Linked DNA regions of Pan troglodytes: region 1 is linked to region 2. Evidence: chromatin contacts called from public HiChIP or PLAC-seq data. All regions are on one chromosome and are shown on one strand. Each heading gives the region's core, a stretch centred on a gene start, on an enhancer-like site or on the middle of the called end of the contact. The rest is flanking DNA. Distances are from core to core; before and after follow the strand shown.

Region 1 (6,272 bases), core at 5-2,504, 200 kb before region 2:
GACAGAGCCAAGATTTTGCAGTAAGAAATCAACACTGTTGTTTAATATAATGGAATCCCTCAATTCAGGTATAAATACTGAGATTCACAATGTGCTAGAGGCCATAAAGTCAATAAATCATTTAATTCAGTTCAAGTACAAAGAAATTTTGCTTTATTTGTAACGGATTTACAACTTTATAATAACTGATATATTTATTCACGATAAAACAGAAAATACAACTTTCGGTCCACATGTTTTCAGGTCATTATTAAAACATCCCAAGAAGGCATTCGTTAAGCAAATTAGCTACTGAAGTCTCCTGTATTTTGTTAAATGCTGGGAATATGAATTCCAATTACACAAATTCCACGCCTTAATGAAACTCAAGTTTCTTAAGCACACAGAATTGATCCAAGGTTTGGTTGTTCCCAGATTTAAAGAACACATCCCACTCTAGATCAACTAAGGATAGGGAAAAGTGACCATCACACGTAAGCACTTACGTAGCCCAGAGTTAATCAGTTATTTTTCCCTTCAGAAAAGAAACTACTAGTAGGGAGTAAGAAAGAAGTTGTGTTGTGTGTGTAAATGTGTTTTGAGAAGGAGTGGGACAGAGACTAGACTAAAAGGAAAAGAAACTGGAAACCCGGGTGTAAGGAGAAAACTAAATGTAGAGTGGCTTATGAGAATCACATTTGTTCACGCATCTTTTACACAGCTTTTCTGCACAGAGCTGTAATCCTTACACACCACTTAGTAAAGGGCCTTACAGGCCCTGTGTTTCTTGGCTCCAAAGAAGCTTCAGTAACCACCTATTCCGCCTCTTCCGCACCGCCCAGCAACCAGTTAGCGTGCGACAACCCCAGCCCCAAGTCCCTCCCGCCCGCTTCATAAATAAAAGCGGCCCCGGGACGCTGGACTGGCGCGGAGGAGGGCAGGTCAACCGAGGAGCAGACACCGTGGGAAACGCCGCAGAGTACGCGTCCGGGCCAAGGAAAGGGTCAGCCTCAGCCTCCACCTCAGCTTGGCCCGTACAGTGAGGGCTCTGGTACCAAAAAGAGACCAGAGAACCCAGCTCCCCGAAAGCAGCGGGTACTCCCGAACGGCTTCCCAGCGCTTTTAGTCTTTCCGCACCCGCCCCCACCCGAAGTTACCTTCCCAAGTGACATCGTAAAGCTCTGAGACCTTCGCCATCTTCCCAGAACCTAGAGGCAGTGGGGTGAGAGGGCGGGGAGACGCAGTCACGTGACCCGCCACCGGGCGGTGAAGAGTTAACGTAGCTTTTTCTCATTGGCCAAGAGAGCAGAGGGGGCGGTATCCGCCACGCACGTGCACGCGGCTCTGCGGAGGGGCTTTCGGGGAAGGGGGCGGAGCGAGCTGGGCGGAGCGAGCTGGGCGGTGGACGGAGCTAGGTGGGCGGTGCGTGGCGCTCCCGGAATCTCAGGACACCCTGGCTGCCGGCGGGGCTGCGGTGCTGGCTCGGGGTGAGGTGTGTGTGTGTGTGTGTGTGTGTGTGTTTGTGTGTGTGTGTGTTTTGACGTGGATTTTTAACAAATGCTGGGTTTTTAGTGTCCGTCAATCCTGGCTTTTCAGTTTTTTCTACCTAGGCGTGTTCATTCTCTTCACACTCCCTTAAGTACCCTTATTCTCTTCATGGCCGGCCGCAGTGCAGCCTTCTGCACGAATCCCTTATTTGTCCCCAACTTTCCTCCTTCCCTAATGGGATTTGCTTTCCGTTCACTTTTTAATCGACTAAACGGATAAACTCCAAAGTTTTGAGGGACTAAGTGGGATTCTTCCTTTGCGCTCTGAAGTTCCCTTGAATGCCCTCGCGCTAGCTTATACCCTTCATTAACGCTCGTCGTGCCTGTCATTGCTTCATCCATGTCTGCATGCCACACTAGGTTTCAAACTGTCGCGAGTATGTAAGTACTTATAAGGAATGAATGTACGAATGAGACCTTCACGGTTCCTGAACTTCGCTCCTCATTACTCCTGGGTGGATGGGGGAGCCTCCTTTCCCACCAGACTAATTGCTTTTAGGAAACTTTGGACGTCATCTCCTAGACTTAAGGAGAAATGTCTGGACAGGAAGCAAAAAATTTGAGGATGATAAGCGTATATTTAGTATTTGAAGCAATGGGGACATGAGATTGTAGAGGAAATATGTAAGCTGAGGAAAAACTAAAAATCACTGCAATGCAGCCGAAAGTTATTGGTCAGTGAAGAAGGGGCAGTTGATTTGAGAAGTAGAAATAATCCTATCCCACAAGTCAAAAGAGTGGAGGGTTTTTTTTCTCAGCTTTATTGAGGTGTAATGGACAGAAATTGTGTATGTTTAAGGTATACAAAGTAATGATTAGATGTAAATATACACTGTGAAATGATTACCACAAGCAAGCTAATTAACACATCTATCACCGTACATATTTCCCGTGTGTGCGTGTGTGTGTTGAGAACACTTAAAAATCTCTCAGCAAACTTCAAAATATACAATACAGAATTATAACTGTAGTCACCGTGCTGTACATTCGATCTCCAGAACATATTCATCTTACAACCAAAAGTTTGTACTATTTGACCAACATCTCTCCATTCCTCACCTGTCGGCTCCAGTCAACCACAGAGGTTTTTTTGTTTGTTTGTTTAAAAAAAGGAAAAAAAACCATCAAGCCATATACCCCAGAGAAGTCACTTAACAACAGAGAAGACTAGTGAATGTATATACTTGGATTCAATTCTGAATGAGCTGGCATTCTTTCTAAACAGACTTTTTAAAAATCTTTCATTCAAAAAGTTAAAAAATACTCAGAAATTCACATATTTTAATGCTCCAGTAAAGCAACCTGGTGCAATAGGAAGAACAAGAACTCTCCCAGATCTGAATCCAGGCTCTACCTTTCAGTAGCTGGGTGACTTTCAGCTTATTTCTCTCTAAACATCAAAAAGGCTCATATATAAAAATCTAATAATATGTGTGTAAAAAGAAAATAGCTACCTTGTGTTGTTAATCAAGATGAAAACAGATGCTGCAGCTAAAGCCCCTGCGTGGCACTCTCATGGAGGTACCATCCTATGTCTAGAAATACTGTTTATATGCTGATCAATCCCAAACTGATAAACCTTCCCAAAACCTGGTCTGGTTGCTTGACGTACTCAGATAGCTAGCTGATACGCATCTCAAAGTTAACATATCCCACACAGAACTGCGGATTCCTGCTGTCACCTTCCGCATTCCCACCTTGTTTTTCCCTGTCATAGGTGAGGAAACCATTTACCTAATTGCACAAGTTAAAATAACAGGAAGTACCTTTGATTCCTTTTTTTGGCACCACCCCCCATATCTAGTCTATCAGCAAATTCTATATTGCACTTCCCAAAGTTCATCTACTTTTCATATCTATTGCTATTACCTTAATCTAAGCCACAACTATGTCTCTCCTGAATGATTGTGATAGTTTCCTAGCCACCTTTGTTTCATTCTTGCTGTGTAAAATCTGTTTTTTTATACAACAACCCTACTGGTCTTAAAAAAAAAAAAATCAGACTGCAGAAGTCCCTTGGCAATAGGCCTCAAATGGCTCCCAATGGCAATAAAAATGTACTTCAAACACTTTACCATGGTTTACGAGGCTTTACTCAACCAGGTGACATTTGTCTACCTCTCCTACCTCATCTCCTACTATTCTATCTCTCCTCACTAGCCACCAGCCATTCTCATCTACTTCCTATTCCTCAAACAGACCAAGATCCTATCTGCCTTGTATCTGGCATTTGCCCAGCTTTTTCCTTTTCCTAGAAACCATCTTCCTTTTGTCATTCATATCTCAGTTTTAAGTGTATCTACTCATAGACCTCTCTTGACCATCCAATAAAAAGTAGCCCTTAGGTAATGCCTATCCATCATAATGACACTTATCACTATTTGATTTTTTGTTTGTTTACTTGCTTACTTTCTGTATTTTACACCACTTTAAGCTGCTTCAGAGTACCAACTTTGTTATTTCAACCTTGGAACATCCAGCCTAGAAAAATACCTGGAGACAGTAAAATGTTTATTGAATGAATGAGTCAGATTAAAAATGACAGCTTATATTAATGATTATTAAGAATAACATTTCTTAATAGTACACATATGAACTCTAGTTAAGCATAGGATGTTTTCTTTTTATAGCCGATACTTTCCTAAAAATTATAAATTCAGTGAATTCAGGGACCGTACCAATTCATTTTTTTCTCTCTCAGTCCTTACTACAATATGTTGCATACAAGAGACACTTAATATTTTCATGAAATTATTGACACTTAACATTTCATTGGTTTGTTTGAGGGGTCTAAAACCTCTGGGAAAGCCCAAGGAGGTGTTTTTAAAGCCTTGCAATGGATTTTAAAGGTTACAGCTAATTGAGGGAATACATATTTTCTAATCACTTCAACTAAATATCCCATAGCTAGCTACTATTGTCTGTCAAGCAATAAGCCGTATGACACTGAGTTAAAAGTCATCATTTTCAGAATTTCTAAGCTGGAAAATAGAGTAATTTCGTTTTCGAGTTAGAATGGGCTGATGAATCTTGAGAACAATATTTTTCAAACTTCTTTTTCCTGCAACTCATACTAAAGGAATATGTTTTGCATTGTCACATAGTATGTGTACATGTATTTAAAACTGAGACAAAATTTAAAAACTAGCTTTGTCATGTGTCTTGTCCTCTACATTTTCTATTCAAATTCTGTCAGCTACATTTTATTTTCTAAAACTACTGTTATGACACAGAAATGAGGTCATGACTCATAGTTTAAAAAACACCAATGGATATCGTATTTCCTAACCTGAGGCCCTAACGTGAAATGATTTGCCCAAGTTTCTGCCACTAGCAGGTAACAAAGATAGGTGATTCATATGGAGATCAGTTGTTCAGATCGTAGATGAAAGATAAAATATTAATGAGAAAAATATATTTAGGAGAAATTTTGTCACCAACAGTACTGTGAAGTGGGGAAAATGATTGCTTATAGATTATAACATTTTGCATGTCTAATAAAACTTGCCTTCCTCAGGCACACTTAGGAAAAAACTGGTATGTCAGTGACAAGAATTCTATATTCTTTAACATTGTATAACATGTAATTATAACTAAATAAAAAAATACCTTCTATAAATAAAACTGTAACACTGAAAACATAAACATCAATCTTACCTTCTGTAACTCCTCCTTTACAAGACGTCTTCAAAGTTTTGCCTCTCCCTCTCTCACTCATTGGGAAAATTTTCATTCACATGTGTTTAAAATATTTAATCCAGTTTTTCTGATTGAACATTGCCCAATATTGGTGACAAATACCAAGGAAATGTCCAGGCAGCCAAATATTAGATTATACTAGTACCCACATTATGAATAAGATGTGTCAGACACCACGGGAAGCATTATCTCACTTAATGATATCAACAGCACAATGAAAATGTCTATAATTTTTTTTATGTGAAGCTAAATTGTGATTTGGTTTTTTTCCTGGAAGATTATGTTTGAAGAGTTGGAATGACAATAAATCGGAATGAACTAGACTGATACAGGAAAAACTTTGAATAAGCCCACATTTTCTTTGAGGTAGGATATAAGCCAAATTAGTCCACAGAGCACTTTAGAGTACATCTTTTTTATGGTTTACTTAAATCAATTATTATCTTCAGACATTGTGAAGGACTAAAGCAACCTCTTAAATTTAATAAATTTTATGGCATTTATACAATGTACATTATTTCACAGGATATAAGCCAAATTAGTCCACAGAGAACTTTAGAGTACTTTTTTTTATGGTTCACTTAATTCAATTAATATCTTCAGACATTGTGAAGGACTAAAGCAACCTCTTAAATTTAATAAACTTTATGGCATTTATACAATGTACATTGTTTCACAGGATGGAACATAATACTATTCTAGTTGATTTTGCAATATTTGGCATCTTCATCAAACCATTTACTTAGAATCTTCTGTCTGCTTTGTCCTGGTCTTAGTCATAGTGAATTAGTGTCCCACGTTATGTAACACAGCTTGTAACTCCTATTTACTATGACAGTTACCCATCAGAGTAAGTTGGTCTCACTACAACTCGCCTATAAAATTTACCAAAGCTTTTAAATTATGTCATTGTTTCTAATTATGGATCATAACCATAATCCCTTTTTATTTAAGTGGAAATATTATTCATTCCGTGCCACCAGAAAATAATCTTCATTCCATGTCACCAGACCTTCACTGTGATGCCTCTTGTTCAGAATGAAATTT
Region 2 (6,477 bases), core at 725-3,224:
TGGCAACGGAGAGAGATTCCGTCTCAAAATAAATAAATAAATAAACTTTACATCACTCTCCAAAGGCCTACCTCCTTCTTTTACTCATATACACATTCAAAAATATTTATTGAGTGCCAACTATATACTGGGCATTGTTTAGACTTTCGAGAAGCAGTTATTATATTTAAAATAATGACAAAATCCCTGATCTTGTGGAATTAATACAATAGTCAGGGAAGACCAAAAGTAAATAAAATAAGTAAAATATTGTAAAACAAAAAAAATAAAGCAGGAAAGCAAGATGAGAAGTTCTTGTAGGCAGGTTAGTTACATTTTTAAATAGACTGGTCAGGGAAGGTCTCATTTAGCAGATGACATTTGAGCAAAATATGAAGGAGACAGGGAAAGAGCTATGCAGATAACTGGGAGAAGAACATTCCGGGTAGAGGGAATAGCAAATATAACAGGACAAGACGAAAGCAGGATGGGAGTAGCTGAGGAACTGAAGGGAAATCTGTGTGGTTGGAGTCAAGTGAGCAAGAGGGGAACATTTAGGAGATGAGGTCAGAGAGGTAATGATGGGTCCAGATGATCTACTGGCTTGTTAGGTCACTTATAATACCTACTACATCTTTTACTCTAAATGAGATAGCAAGCCTTGGAGACCTTTAAGCATAATTTGACTTTTAAAACTTCACTCTGGCTGCTTTATGAAGAATAAAGCACAGGAGGAAGAGGGGAAGCAAGGTGATTAGTGAAGAGGTGATTCCCAAAATCAAAGCAGGAGATAGTGGTGGTGTGCACTAGAGTTGAAACTTTGGAGGTGGTGTGAACTGATTGGGTCTGAATATGCCGTAAAGATTAGAGTTAAAAGGTTTTTTGGTAGATTTCATGCACAGTGTAAGAGAAAAAGTCAACGATGACTCTAAGGTTTTGAGTCTGGGGAACTGTACATATGGAGTGGCCATTCACTGAGGTGAAGAGTGCAGCTGGAGCAGGTTTGGTAAGCTACATGGGGAAACTTGGTTTGGGACAAGCTCATGTTGAAATGCTGGGTACATTTGAGTCTGGGACTAATAGTCAGTGTTGCGGCTATAATTTGGGAGTTGTCAATGTGCAGACTGCATGCAAAGGACGTTACCATTTAGGGCATTGGTCTAGATGGAGAAGAGGTCCAAGATCCCTGGGGCTCTTCAAAATGAAAAGGCCTAAAAGATGAGAAGTAACTAGCAAAGGACACTGCAGAGTACTTAGAAAAAAACCCCATATTCCTTACCATAATCATGACCTGACCCTTGTCAAACTCTTTAACCTTACTCCCCAGTAAACACAGGCCATTCAATTTTTGAAACGCACACACTAAGTCCCTTCCTGTCTCATGGTCATTGTTTTTGCTGTACGTTCCAACAATCATGTTTTTACCCTGGCTCTAGTTTTAATCACCTCCTTCTCTTACCACAACTCTCAGCTAACTTGTTACTCTATCAGACTTTTCTCTAATTTCCTTAATTCCTATCTAAGTTTTCTCTAATCATCCTAATTAAATAGGTCCAACCCAACCATCTCCACCAAATTATGGCTCTTACTATATCTGAAATTTGTTTCACTTATTTTCTGTCTAAAAACCCACCCTCACTTTAACAATCGCTTACAAAATGATTAGCGTATGCCAAATGAAAAAGCCTAGATATTCTTCCCTGTATGCAACTTCCTGGAGAGCAGGGGCCTCCTCATGTTGTCCTTTGCCGCATCCCAATGCAGTCACATTGCCTCAGCAATCAATTCTGAGCTTTCAATAGTTATTAACGGAATAGATTGCAAGCCACTGACTGGTAATCGAAGGCCAGCATTAGAAAGAGGATACCGACAAACTTACAAATAGAGGGATCTGTTTCCGTCACTCGCGCCCTAACGCAAAGGGTGGGACAACCCGCGCGCATGCGTCGTTGTCCTCTGCTCTCCAGGGTAAACCCCGCCCCTTTCTTTAGGCCAGTTTTACCACAGCACATGCGCAGTACAGGATCTGTCTGTTCGTTTGTCGGCGCTACCAATAAAGTTTTAGTGAGCACAGACTCCCTTTTCTTTGGCAAGATGGCGGAGTACGACTTGACTACTCGCATCGCGCACTTTTTGGATCGGCATCTAGTCTTTCCGCTTCTTGAGTTTCTCTCTGTAAAGGAGGTGAGGGGGTCTTTGGGCGCAAGGAAGGCGTGGGGGCGGATGAGGTGCTGAGCAAGGCCGAAAGGCGGTATCTGTAGTCCTAGGCCTGACACGTGCGAGGCGGTCGCGAGTTTGGTTCCTGGACGGACACTAAGGATCTTCTGGTAGTTTAGCGTCGTCTCAGTTAAGAAGCACCGCAGTATTCGGCAGTGAGGAGGAGGGAGGTTACGGAGAGAGAAAAGACGTCTCTTTCACTTACTGAGGTGTCAGTGCGGGAGGGACTTTCGCATCATTTCTTCTGGGAAGTTGGCGATTCGCTGGTTTCGCTAGAGAACGTTAGAGCTTCACAGGCTGGCTTGTAAAAGCAACCTGGAGTGCTGTTAGAGCTTTTGATTTTTCTTTTGGGAACTGTGGGAAGCCTGGGCTTGGCTGTGGGTTTTTGCATGTCGAGTCGTTTGGAGTGATTCTCTTACACTTAAAATAAGTATCTAGCGCTTTAATTTCCATGAAGTTGTGAGTTCTTTGCGTTTTCTTGTCTTGGTTAAGTAGGACTTTCTAGAACAGCATATTTCGTCAGATGGGGACGGCGCTCCCCCGCCCCTCCCCCCCCCCAGAAAAAATCCCTCCTATCTTTAAATGTGTTTTCCAGTGGATATATTGTACTGACTTCATGTGGTTTGAATTGGTCGTTAATATTCAATTATCTACTCAAGATATCATGAATAAATGTGTAATTCTGGAACTTCATTTTAAAGCATATGTCAGTCCTAAAAGTTTTATTGGACTTGAAAGTTTTGGCTAAAAGAAAATTGACATTAGTTATACCGTGAGTTTATTGGGAAATTGATGCATTTTAATAATGCAAAGTAATTTGCAATGATGAAGGAATTCGAATTTTGGCCAGAAAAATAAGTGAGTTCTGTTTCTGGAAGCAGACTACAATATAAGTCTACTTAGGGAACTCTAGATTTGGGGAGTGGATTTTGTGTAGCAAAAGACAAAAAGCAATAAAACAAAAACGTCCCAAAAACCAGCGTCCAGGTGTTGTGGCTCGTTAGACAGGTATAATCCTCATATTCATATGCACCTTTTCTAAACATAGACAACTCTAAAGTTGTTGACGTTAGGTAACGGCTAAGATCATTTTCAGTAAATGTCCAAGAATGTCTTGTCATGTAAAACTTTCTCTTGATATATTTTTGCTTTGATTCTTCTTTTTACACCTGTATTTTAGACCTTGAGTAAAACATTCGCATCTGCATTGTTTTCTTTTCTGGAAAAGTGAGGACAAAAGATCTAGTAAAAATGCTATATTTTGAAAGCCTTTACCAGCTGCTTGTAGAAGTACTTCTGAACTAGCTGAACTTTATATATTTTTGTGTTGTTTATAATTTCATTTTTTTTATGGCACACAGAAGGAAAGGAGGAATATGTAAATGTGAATTAGATTTTCATAGGGCTAGACGAAAACTATGAACTGCAGGCAGTTGAGAATCAGTGGGAAAAACTGCCCAATACCCACCTCTTTGGAGAAAATGTTGGTAAGATAGCTGTAATACACCAAGAGGAAGACAGATGCTGGAGTATTTAATTAGCAATTGCTAAGTACATTTGACTCTTGGACAGTACAGGGGTTAGGAACGCTGAGCTCTTGCAGTCAAAAATCCGTTATAAGTTTTGACTCCCCCAAAACTTAATAAATCCTAATGCTGACAGGAAGGCTTACTGAGAACATGGACAGTCCTGTGTTGTATGTGTTCTATACTGTATTATTACAATAAAGTAAGCTAGAGAAAATAAAATGGTCTTAAATTATAAGGAAGAGAAAATACATTTACTTTTTAGTAAGTGGAAGTACATCATCATAAAGGTCTTCATTGTCTTCATATTGAGTAGGCTGAGGAGGAGGAGGAAAAGGAGGGGTTGGTCTTGCTGTTTCAGGGGTAGCAGAGGTGGAAGAAGTAGAGGAAGTGGATGGGAAGTCAGGAAAGGCAGGCACACTTGGTGTAACTTTTATTGAAAAAAAAGTTGTGTATACGTGGACCTGTGTGGTTCAAACCCTCGTCGTCTGTATAGGGCCATATAACTGAGAAATCCAAGATAAAACCCAGACATCTCACCACTAAACAACTTACCTATCCTTTAGAGTTGAATGTTTTTGATATAAGGTAAAAATAAATGTCGAAGAGGTAGGTACTGGTAGAGTGCTATCAAAATTGAGATTTTGTTATCTTCAGTGAGCAAAGAGGACTTTGAGGAGGTGAGGCTTTGAGTCTTGAAGGCAAAATGGTTAGAATAGAGTCAGTGATCCTGCTATGTGAGGATACAGCAGCCCCCCCACACCCCCTTAGCAGTTTCAATTTCTGCAGTTCCAGTTACTCATGGTCCAAAAATATTAAATGGAAAATTCCAGAAATTAGCAATTCGTAAGTTTTAAATTGTTCGCCCTTCTGGGTAGTAGGATGAAATCTGTCTCGCTCTCTTGCTTAAAACTGGGACATGAATCATCCATTTGTCCAATGTATCCACACAATATATGCTAACTTAATTGTTCTATTTTGTTATTGTTCATCTCTTGTTCCCAGTTTATAAATTAAACTTTATCATAGGTATGCATGTATAGGAAAAAAACAGTAAATATAGGATTGGGGCTATCTGCAGTTTCAGGCAGCCGCTGGGGGGTCTTGGAACATTTAGCTCATGGATAAGGGGAGACTATTACATTGCACCAAGAGAAAAACAGTTTCATATATTTGTTGTACATTGGAGAATATAAGATTCATGAGAGCAGAAGCTTCCTTGTGCTCTCAGCACATAATATGAGTCTGGCATAAAGGCTTTTTATGATTGTTTAATAAATGATTGAATGAATACATACTTGTTTCTCACTCTTCTTTATTTTCATGTGAAGCAGAAGGCCAGATAGTGAAATATTTAGGACCCTGGGCTCTGAATTGGACCTTTCATGACTCGGTCATTTAATACCTCTGTGCAGTCAGAGCAGATTCTTTTACCCTCTTAACCTTTTCTCATGAATAAAGTGTTAATACTACCACCAATCTCATCGGGTTAGAAAAATTACATGAGATAATGCATATAAAACACTACGCTCTTCTGGGACAGAGTGAGTACTCCTTAATGTTTTGTGTTTTGAGACAGGGTCTCGCTTTGTCACCTAAGCTGGAGTGCAGTGGCACAATCTTAGCTCATTACAGCCCTGACTTCCTGGGCTCAAGCAGTTCTCCCACCTCAGCCCCAGAAGTAGCTGGGACTACAGGTGTGCGCCACCATGTCCGGCTGATTTTTTTTGTATTTTTTGTAGAGATGGGGTTTCACCATGTTACCCAGGCTGGTCTCAAACTCCTGAACTCAAGTGATCTGCCACCTTGGCCTCGCAAAGTGCTGGGATTACAGGCATGAGCCACCACCCTTGGCTCTAAATGTTTTTTATTTTGGAAGACTAGCCCATTCTGTATTGGTATGGGATGGGAGGGGGAGGCAGTGAGGGTTTCGAGGAGTAAGGTAAGGACTGGAAATGGTTACTAAGAAACTGATCAAAGGAAAGTACAAGGATTGGTTAAGTGTGGAGGGCCCAACTGAGATTGGAAATCATACCTTAGAGCTAATAATGGCGGTCATTCTCAGGGCGAGGAGCGGTAGAAGGCTATGGGAGTAGTATAGACATATTTAGGGGTAGGCTAGTATGTAAATGCCATTTAGAGAAGCACAGATGTGATCGAATAACATTATTCCCTAATTTTGAAACATTTTGTAGTCATCCTTAGCCAGAACCTAGAGAATAGGTGACTTTTTTTTCCAGAGTTAGTGATTGACACTGAATTGTATATAGTTGGAGAAATTAGTTTGAAAGAATCAATGATAGAACTAAAGAGAAAATCTTTGAAATAGCTAAAAATGATATCCAAACTAAGGCAGAAAGTGACATCAAAAAGGGTGTTACAAAAATTAGAAAGGGCAGAAAGTCTGAGATGATGAAGATTTTAATGGTAATGGTGGAAGGGGTTATCAGTTTTAAGTTGGAATTCTTGGAGATGAGGGGTTATCAGTTGTAAGTTGGAATTCTTGGAGATGAGATACATGATGAAAATTGTCATAATTTGTGGAATAAAGGAATTTTAGGGCTCAAGCTTTTAAAGAGTCATCAGTATGGCATTATATTTGTGTTGAATGACAGCAGAGGAAGAGACAGCAAAAAAAGATTCTTAATCTGTTAAAAAGTAATATGTTTTCAAGAGGTTGATAGACGACGGATCAGCAGACTATAGCCTGGCAATCAGATAGCAGCCTGTTTTTGTGTGGTTTTGGGGCTAAGAA

The links. HiChIP or PLAC-seq counts read pairs in DNA pulled down with a chosen protein or histone mark.
Region 1: an H3K4me3 HiChIP or PLAC-seq map of stem cell-derived excitatory neurons shows a contact between it and region 2, with 4 times the contacts expected there. The contact joins the promoter of EMC2 here to the promoter of EIF3E in region 2. A contact is called at or near these places in 1 of 7 Hi-C or Micro-C datasets (stem cell-derived neural progenitor cells) and 1 of 1 datasets of contacts at active chromatin or transcription factors (stem cell-derived excitatory neurons).

What each region holds. Positions count from the first base shown.
Region 1 is chr7:118,691,710-118,697,981 of NHGRI_mPanTro3-v2.0_pri, reverse strand. EMC2 (ER membrane protein complex subunit 2) reads right to left here and starts at 1,254. Exons shown (of 10, transcript XM_024345256.2): 1 at 1,137-1,254. The coding sequence starts at 1,176. It overlaps LOC112204196 (a long non-coding RNA gene), which reads left to right and starts at 1,363. Exons shown (of 4, transcript XR_002937741.3): 1 at 1,363-1,466.
Region 2 is chr7:118,492,428-118,498,904 of NHGRI_mPanTro3-v2.0_pri, reverse strand. It overlaps EIF3E (eukaryotic translation initiation factor 3 subunit E), which reads left to right and starts at 1,974. Exons shown (of 13, transcript XM_016959776.2): 1 at 1,974-2,163. The coding sequence starts at 1,990. LOC107976410 (a long non-coding RNA gene) reads right to left here and starts at 1,952. Exons shown (of 3, transcript XR_001720364.4): 1 at 1,859-1,952.